2 separate regions of the Zea mays genome follow, and region 1 is linked to region 2. A link is a contact called in public Hi-C data. All regions are on one chromosome and are shown on one strand. The core of a region is the stretch at or near the end of the contact, and the rest is flanking DNA. Distances in the headings are between cores, read along the strand shown. Region 1 has its middle 66 kb from the start of LOC109939235. Region 2 holds the start of LOC100285570 (ferredoxin-thioredoxin reductase, variable chain-like).

Region 1 (4,214 bases), core at 1,413-3,912, 220 kb after region 2:
TTTCAGAACACAGTCCAGCGCCGAGTGAGGGTATTTCCATCTCGTGACTCTGCGCGCACAGAGAAGCGAGAGGGCAGGTGCCTCCGGAGCCCTTGCCGTTCGAGACCTTGCACGGGGGATCGGCAATTAGGTTTTTGGGGAGCGTCTTCGCGACTGCCCAACATCTGTCTTCATCGCTGGTTCTTGGCGTCTTCAACTCGATCGGATGACAAGAGAAGTTGGGCAAGGATCAGGATCCTCGGAACGCATGAGAGGGTATGATCAATTCAGTTCATTACAGTTTTATATTCTGCATATTATATATGTCGTATGTAGCTTTGCTCTATCGTATTATAATATGTTATATCTGTTTGTCTTAATTTTACAGTCATCCTGTTTATATTGTTATCTGTTTATTTCCAGTTGTTCCGCAATAAACCATGAACCATGCTTATATACTTATTTTATTTATATGATTTACATGCTTCATATGCTTGCTGTTCTCATGATCCATATTGTTATGGATATTTTTGAGATCACGATTTCTATGGTTAATTATTTATTATATGTCATCATCATAATGTTAATTTATGGAATTAAAATGGTACGGAAAATGCCTATAATTCTAACAGTAACACCCACCGATAAACACACCGATCACAGGCACGAAGTTGGTAGCAAACAATTTACTCCACCATAGTAGGAGCTGGGCCCGCTCGACATACAAACATGCATACTATATAGTTTAATCGTGGCATCCTGATCCAACCCTCCGGATTACGCAATGCGCAATCATGAACGTACAAGTAGTGCGCGCAGCCACCACAAACACGCAATGATTACATGCGCTAAGCCTGCCGCTCTGCATTGTTTAGCACGTACTAATTAGATTATACATTACGCCATAACGATCTTATCTGGAAGCTAGCAGGTGCAGGGTTTCTGTCTCCTCGCAGTCGCAGCCTCATCGTTAGTTAATCCCAGACCAGATGATGTCACCGACAGACAGGGAGATGAGCCGGCCCGAACGAACAATAGGATATCTTTGATTTGGCCTCGCAAGTACGCATCCGGAGGAGGAGGCGTATTTGTAATTTGTTTTTTTGTTTTAGTCCGGAGGTGCTCTGGAGTCTGGTCTTTTGATTGGAGATCGAGGCGCTCTGTCTGATTCTGATCTGACGAAGCGATCCTCTTTTCTTTTTTAATGTGTTTTTGTTCAAGTCAACACTAGTGGTTGGCGGAAGGCCATGTGAGCGCGTCGCCATGGGGGCCGTTCTCGTGCGTGCAGTGCAGTGCAGGCTCGCAACGCAAGGTCATGCGTTGCGACAAGGTGGATCGGAGATGCATGGAGGTACCGTAGAAACACGGCGCGGAGCAGGGATATACACCTTGACAACCGGCGCATAGGCGCGAGTTGCGGGCCTCTTTCGGCTTCACCGCGGTGGCGGCCGCCGGCCGGCCAGCTTGCCGCGTTTCGCGCCGGCGCCGCCCTCCACCTCAGCCTGGCACGCTCACGTACCGCGCTGCGAGCGAGCGAGCCTCGTCGCTCGCTACGCCGGCTGCCTGCTCGCCGCACCGCCCTCTGTGTGCAGGCCGCGCACGCTCGCCTCGTCGCCCTCCTCGCCACCATCCGCACCTCCCTGCCGTACACGCTCGCTGTGATGTGAGCTCGCTGCATCGCTGGTCGTGCCGGCAGGGAGATCCCGCGCCGCCCTCCGCCGCGTTTGCGCTAGAGAAAAATACTTATTATTGTAATCTGAACCCTGTAACTCGTTCCCCTTCTTCCTACTCAAGGCAACTCCCTGAGTGCCAGTTCCCTAGCATCAGTGGTGTGCTAACACTCCGCCGCGTTTGCGCCCGCTCCCCGACCGGTCGCGAGCTCACCACGCCCGCTCGGCGCTCGTCGCTACGCCCTATGCCCTGGTCGTGCACACACTCCCGGCGTTCGCCGAGAGCTCGCCGGCGCCGCGCAGCCCTCTGTGCAAGCTCGCCACGTCGCTCTCCTCTCCGGCCGCTAGCAGAGCCGGAAAGAACGTTAGACGATAGTAGTATGGCACTGTTTGTTTTAGATTATAATCTCTCCAGATTATGGGCCTGTTTGGTTTGTGGCTAAATGTGCCACACTTTATCTAAAGTTAGTCGTTCGAATTGAATAACTAACCTTAGGCAGAAAAGTTAGGCAAAATGTGGCAACTGAGGTAGTGAACCAAACATGCCTTATATAATACAGTACAAATAATCAATAGTTAAACGAACATATAGATTATGGATTTAGATTATATAATCTAAACTCCAGATTATGATAATCTCATAATCTTCTCAAGACTAGTTTATTTGAGATTATTTTGACAAAAGATCCACTATTCATGGTAATGGAAATAGAAATTACAATATATGCTATCATTCTTTTCTTACCTCAAATAAACAATAATAATATTGTTGTCTTTGTGAATAATCTACATTTGTATAATCTAAACTATCAAATAACTACATATAGAGATTATAATATATCTAAATTATATAATTTAGATTATAATCCAGATTATATAATCTATAAGCTGAAACAAACCGACCCTATGTGTCATGCTTTTCTCCGTTCGCCGGAAGTACAGCACCGGGACGCGTCACGTGTGTGCGCGCTGAACAGCTGATGCCTAGTTCTTCAGGATTTAGGGCAGGAGGCATCAACAGGCAGTGAGCAACTGGAAGGAGCCATTCAGTTCAGGCTTGAGTGCGTATGGGGCTCTGGGCCATGCGAATTCTTAGCGGGCTTCACTTGCAGATGGCATAAATCCCGACGGCCCAGGGAAAGCTTCCCACGGCCCGCTTGACTGCAAGGCCTTGTCCAACAATGGTGACCGACGGTGTCCAACAAGCGAGAAGGATTATGGGCGTGTAAGTGCAAGCAGGGATGGCAATGAATGTCATTTATCCGCGTACCCGTGGATAAAAAACCCGTTGGGCATGATTTTGGGTACAAGTCTGTATCCATGAATATGGATACGGGTAGCACTTGATATCCGTGGATATTTTTAAAACGAATACAAAAAATCAATATCCATACTCAATTACCCGAATATCCGTCAAAATTACACCAGTCCCGCAGGCCCACGGGCCATAGCCCACAAGGCCACAAGCGTTCTCCAATCTCCAGGCTTCCAGCAATCCAGCGAAGCCCTCGCTCCGCCAGTCCATTCTCCGGTCTCATTCTCTTCTCCTCTGTCCTCTCCCACTCGCCCACTCCTACCGCCGTCGCCCACTCCTACCGCCGCCGCACACTCCATCTCACCTCTCCCAGACTCCCGCAGCCACTGCCCCCTATCGGTCCGGGTCCCTGGCTCCTGCGCGGCTCCCGGGCACAGAGCGCAGATCTCCAGCTCGTCCTCAGTCCCTGCATCGTTGACTCCCTGCGCAGCTCATCCTCAGTCCCTGGCTCCCTGCATCGCTGACTCCCCGCGCGCCTGCGCTCTGTGCCCAGTTGCAGCGCTCCTGCGGCCTGCTCCCCTCAGTCCCTGCGCGTGCTACCTTCCCTCGGTCCCCGGCTCCTGCGCGGCTGTCCTGGTGTAAAGTACAGGTTATTCTAGATGCAACGACTTGTTGATTGTTTTTCTCACCCAAATGCAATTACAGATTATTTCAGATTCAACGACTTGTTGATTGTTACTTTTATTAATTCAATGCGTTACCGCTGCCATGGAAACCCCTAGTGGTGGCACTCAACAAGATCATATTTAAATTTGCTGGACAAATATGATATCATATTTGAATTTGCTGGATTTAAATATTTTGTATGTCTAGTGGGCAAACAGATATATCCGCGGATATACGTTACTCGCGGGTAACGGATGTGGATACTGTTTGTTATCTATGGCGGGTAACGGGTAGGGTTCGAATATTAGATATAAGTCGTGGATATGGATGTCCAGAGACAATATGCGCGGATATTTTACCCGTTGCCATCCCTAAGTGCAAGATCATCAACCAAGCCCCACAACAACAGGACGGTAGCGCTGGTTGCTGCTCGCGGCTCGCCCCACAACTAGTTTGTGGGTTTTCACCGACACGCAACACACCGGACAACGGCCTTACGGTATTTCGATTTTTATAGAGGTACCTCAGCATATACAGATAAGATATCGCCTCCATCACCACTTGCATCGCAGACCCACATGAAAAAGATTGATCAAACCTCACGTGTACGTACGTGTTTATTTTGGACAACCGATTGAATGACA
Region 2 (4,152 bases), core at 1,170-3,669:
CTTCAACAAAGAGTTGTACAAAGATATTATTTTCTCTTCATTTTTTGTGACCATGCACTTGTCTATATTCAATTATTAAAACAAAATGGCCTCTTCAGACATTGTTGTGTGGTTCTGAAATCCTTGTGGTTTGGTTCTTAATTTTATGTATCTAGATATATAGAGACAGGTTATTGAGTGGTCATGTCTCAAAGCTGCGGTTTTCGGTCAAATCGACCCATAATAGTTTATTCTTTAGGATAAGAAACAGAGATTCAGATTTTTTTTACTCCCACTTGTTATTGTAATCCTTTTTTACATGATTTTTAATGTGTATTGGCAACGACCAACGAATAATGTATTTATTTCTTATACTTTGTTTTTTACTAAAATTTACATTAAAGTATAATTTGATTTGTATCAGTTTAGTTCTATATTGGTTGTTGCCAAAGGATTTGTGAGACATTAAGGGCGATAATATATATGGTGTTCGTTTTATATAATTGTTGTGCAGTAATATTCTGTTGAATATTTTGCATGTCGTTGCAACGCACGAGTACTAATATTCTGTTGAATATTTTGCATGTCGTTGCAACGCACGAGTACCTAACTAGTATGTGTATAGTAATGATTGAGTTTTTGTTTCGCGGGTATAGATTCACGAACCATACACTTATGTCCTTTCGATCCCGTTGTCATCTCTAACAGGTATAGATTCGTGAACCATACACTTGTGTCATATCCACCTGATTGTCATCCCTAACCCTAGGCCATGGTCCATGTGGCTATGAGCCTAATTCTGCCCTTGACTACAACTATGTTATAGTGTCAACGTAAAGTACTATAATACTATTATATCCCACTGTGTAAAACAATGGCCAATATATAAAACATATAAAAATAGACATTAATCTATACTCCTTTTATAATCCACCAGTTTTAACTTTGCAAATTCTAACGAAACCACCTCCACACCCATAACCTTCGTTAAACAAATTACACTCACACATAACACTCCCTCAAAACCAATTATTCAAATCGCTAGAGATCCCTTCTCTCTTACCCACTCAAATCATATGATCAATATTATTTAGATCATTCTTTCTCTCTCTCATCCCTCATCACACACAAAGTAACCCTGCCTCCTGCCTCCCCCTGACCCTTAAGTTAGGAGGATGTTTTTTTTTTGCCCGCACAAGAGGCTTAAACAGCTAAAAATCCATTCCCTCGGTTGGAGCTGATCTAATGTAGGACAAAATACTGAATGTAATGTGCATCTGCCTGTCCAATGTAAATACAAAACTACACCTGCACACTTTGACCTTAGGGGCCCATAATTTCGATTGAGCACATGCTAAGGTGATGCTGGTTGTTCGGAGGATTTAGAAAAGGCGCAATGGAAGGGTTTCTAAACAGCAGCAATCCACGGAGCATAGTCGACAAACAGCGGCAAAATGATCACTATTATAACTCCGAACAATTCCCAACAGCTGAAACATTTGCCACTCCCAAGCTTACTACCCCGCCGGAACAATATACACAAGACACAAGCGACCGCCGCGGCCATGATTATTCTATAATCTATAAGAACGGTTAACTCGGACGCGCTCTGACTGACGCCCGTCACATCACTCCCCATCGACGAACTCGAACTCGTCCTCACGGAGGTGGACGAAGAACCGGACGGGCTTGGGCTGGCCCTCGACGGCGAGCTGGACCTCGACCTTGAAGGGCAGGTTGGCGGTGACGCGCTTGCCCTTCCACACGCCGACGTACTGCTTGACGACGCCCTCCATGCCCTGGACGTCCAGGTCGGGCGCCTTGATGACGTGGTGGACGCGGAGCGGCGCCGTGACGCGCACCCGCCTGCCGATCTTGGGCGCGGCCGCGGCCTCCTCGGCCGCCACGTCGTCCGAGGCCACCTCGCTGGTGAGCGCGACCTGGAGGAGGAGCAGGCGCGCGCGGCGCGGCGGGGGCGGGGGCGGGCCGGGGAGCCGGGGGAAGGCGGCGGACGCGGACGCGGGCGCCGGGGAAGGGAGCCGGCGGCGCAGGAGGACCGAGGAGGTGGAGGTGGACGGCGGCGCTACGGCCGCGGTGGCGGTCGCCATTGGGTGGGTGGGGACTCTCCGGTGCTGGGTCGAACAGGTGGTGGATGCGGAGGAGTCGAGGAAAGGATAGAGGCGGCGGGGCAAACGAAAGGCGGGAGCGAGCGGACGGTCGCTGCGACTGCGAGTTGCGTATGGGTTCTGGCGTTCTGCCGAGGTGATGGATGCCTCGGTTTGCCTCTGTTCGTCTGGGCCCCGGGAAACGCTGAGGGTTTGGCGAGTTTGCAGAGCATCTAGCGCGAAAACCAAAGAAGTGGATAAGGCGGGAGCGCACCCCTGGCTGTGGTTGCTCTGCTCGCCATGTGTCACGATGCTCAGCGAGAATCCGAGGATAACCAAACAAGTTTCGGTAGCCAGAGGATGAAGAAGAAGCATATAAGAGAAGATTGGGGTTCAGGATTTAGACCACGCCACCGACGCCAGTCAGCACTCTTCGGTCCTCAGCCTCTCCTAACTGACATTCCCATCTCCATGCAATGCAAAACCAGCTTGTCCCAATCTGGAAACCGGTGAACGTCCCAAAGTGACATGGCGGATGTCCGTACAGCACATCAAACGGTGAACGTCCCAGAGCTGAATGGAAACAGGCATTGAGGTACCGTACCAGTATTCAGCAACTACCAACCATCAGTGCCATTGCCGAGGGCTAGGGTGGCCATTGCACCTCAGAAAAGACCTCCGGACACTGATCCAAATTGTTGGAAATATTAACAGGATCTAAAATTAATTTGATAATGCAGTATAAAACGAAAAAAATCCAGATCTACTACCTCAACAAGAACAGATCTAAACTAACTCAATAAGATTAACGCATAAAATAACAATCGACAGCGGATCTAACCATAAGACCGTCATTGCAACAAACTGAAACTGCAGATTTATTCACAGTGATTTCTACGATTTTTTAGAGGAACCCGAGCGGACGTGCGCGAAGCACTTCCCAGAAACCTGATTCGCCGGCACCCGTGCAGGTTATCAAAACGCTGACGGTGGTTCGGAGACGAAGGGACGACAATGCAGATGTCGGGGACCATAATTAGGGGTACCCCCAAGACTCCTAATCTCAGCTGGTAACCCCATCAGCACAAAGCTGCAAAGGCCTGATGGGTGCGATTAAGTCAAGGCTCGGTCCACTCAAGGGACACGATCTCGCCTCACCCGAGCCCAGCCTCGGGCAAGGGCAGCCGACCCCGGAGGATTCACGTCTCGCCCGAGGCCCAGTCTTCGCCAACAAGCAACCTTGGCCAGATTGCCACACCGACCGACCGCACCGCAGAAGCATTTAATGCGAGGATGGCCTGACACCTTATCCTGACGCGCGCCCTCCAGTCGACAGAGCCGAAGTGACCGCAGTCACTTCGCCGCTCCACTGACCGCCTGACGAGAGGACAGCGCCGCCTGCGCCGCTCCGACTGTTGTGCCACTCGACAGAGTGAGGCTGACAGCAGCCAAGTCAGGCCTCGGGCGCCATAGGAAGCTCTGCCTCGCCCGACCCCAGGGCTCGGACTCGGCCTCGGCCCCGAAAGACGACGAACTCCGCCTCGCCCGACCCCAGGGCTCGGACTCGGCCTCGGCCCCCGGAAGACGACGAACTCCGCCTCGCCCGACCCTAGGGCTCGGACTCGGGCTCAGCCCCCGAAGACGACGAACTCCGCCTTGCCCGACCCCAGGGCTCGGACTCAGCCCTGGCCTCAGCCGACGGTCTCCGCCTCGCCCGACCCGGGGCTCGGACTCGACCTCGACCACGAAAGACAGACTCGACCTCGACCTCGGAGGAGCCTCCGCCTCGCCCGACCCAGGGCTCGGACCGACCACGTCACGGGGGGGGGCATCATTACCCTACCCCTAGCTAGCTCAAGCTACGGGGAACAAGACCGGCGTCCCATCTGGCTCGCCCCGGTAAACAAGTAATGATGGCGCCCCACGTGCTCTATGACGACGGTGGCTCTCGGCCCTTTCTGAAGCAAGGAGACGTCAGCAAGGACTCGACAGCCCCGACAGCTGTCCTTCCACCAGGCTCCAGCGCTCCTCCGACGGCCACGACATCTCATGAACAGGGTGCCAAAAC

The links. A called contact is a pair of places that touch in the nucleus more often than the background predicts.
Region 1: a contact with region 2 is called in a Hi-C map of leaf, with 10 times the contacts expected there. The contact joins the enhancer-like site here to the promoter of LOC100285570 in region 2. A contact is called at or near these places in 11 of 25 Hi-C or Micro-C datasets (bundle sheath, ear, endosperm and 5 more) and 1 of 3 datasets of contacts at active chromatin or transcription factors (leaf).

The regions. Positions count from the first base shown.
Region 1 is chr4:151,557,914-151,562,127 of Zm-B73-REFERENCE-NAM-5.0, forward strand. No RefSeq gene overlaps it. Among protein-coding and RNA genes, the nearest start is that of LOC109939235, 66 kb to the left of the region's middle. Within about 2 kb of position 2,663, at least 20 of the 20 cell types and tissues checked have an H3K27ac peak or open chromatin away from gene starts, as enhancers often do. A contact at or near this core is called in bundle sheath, ear, endosperm and 5 more, where this site is marked.
Region 2 is chr4:151,343,081-151,347,232 of Zm-B73-REFERENCE-NAM-5.0, forward strand. It overlaps LOC100285570 (ferredoxin-thioredoxin reductase, variable chain-like), which reads right to left and starts at 2,420. Exons shown (of 1, transcript XM_020551890.2): 1 at 1,413-2,420. The coding sequence starts at 2,087. The coding sequence ends at 1,608.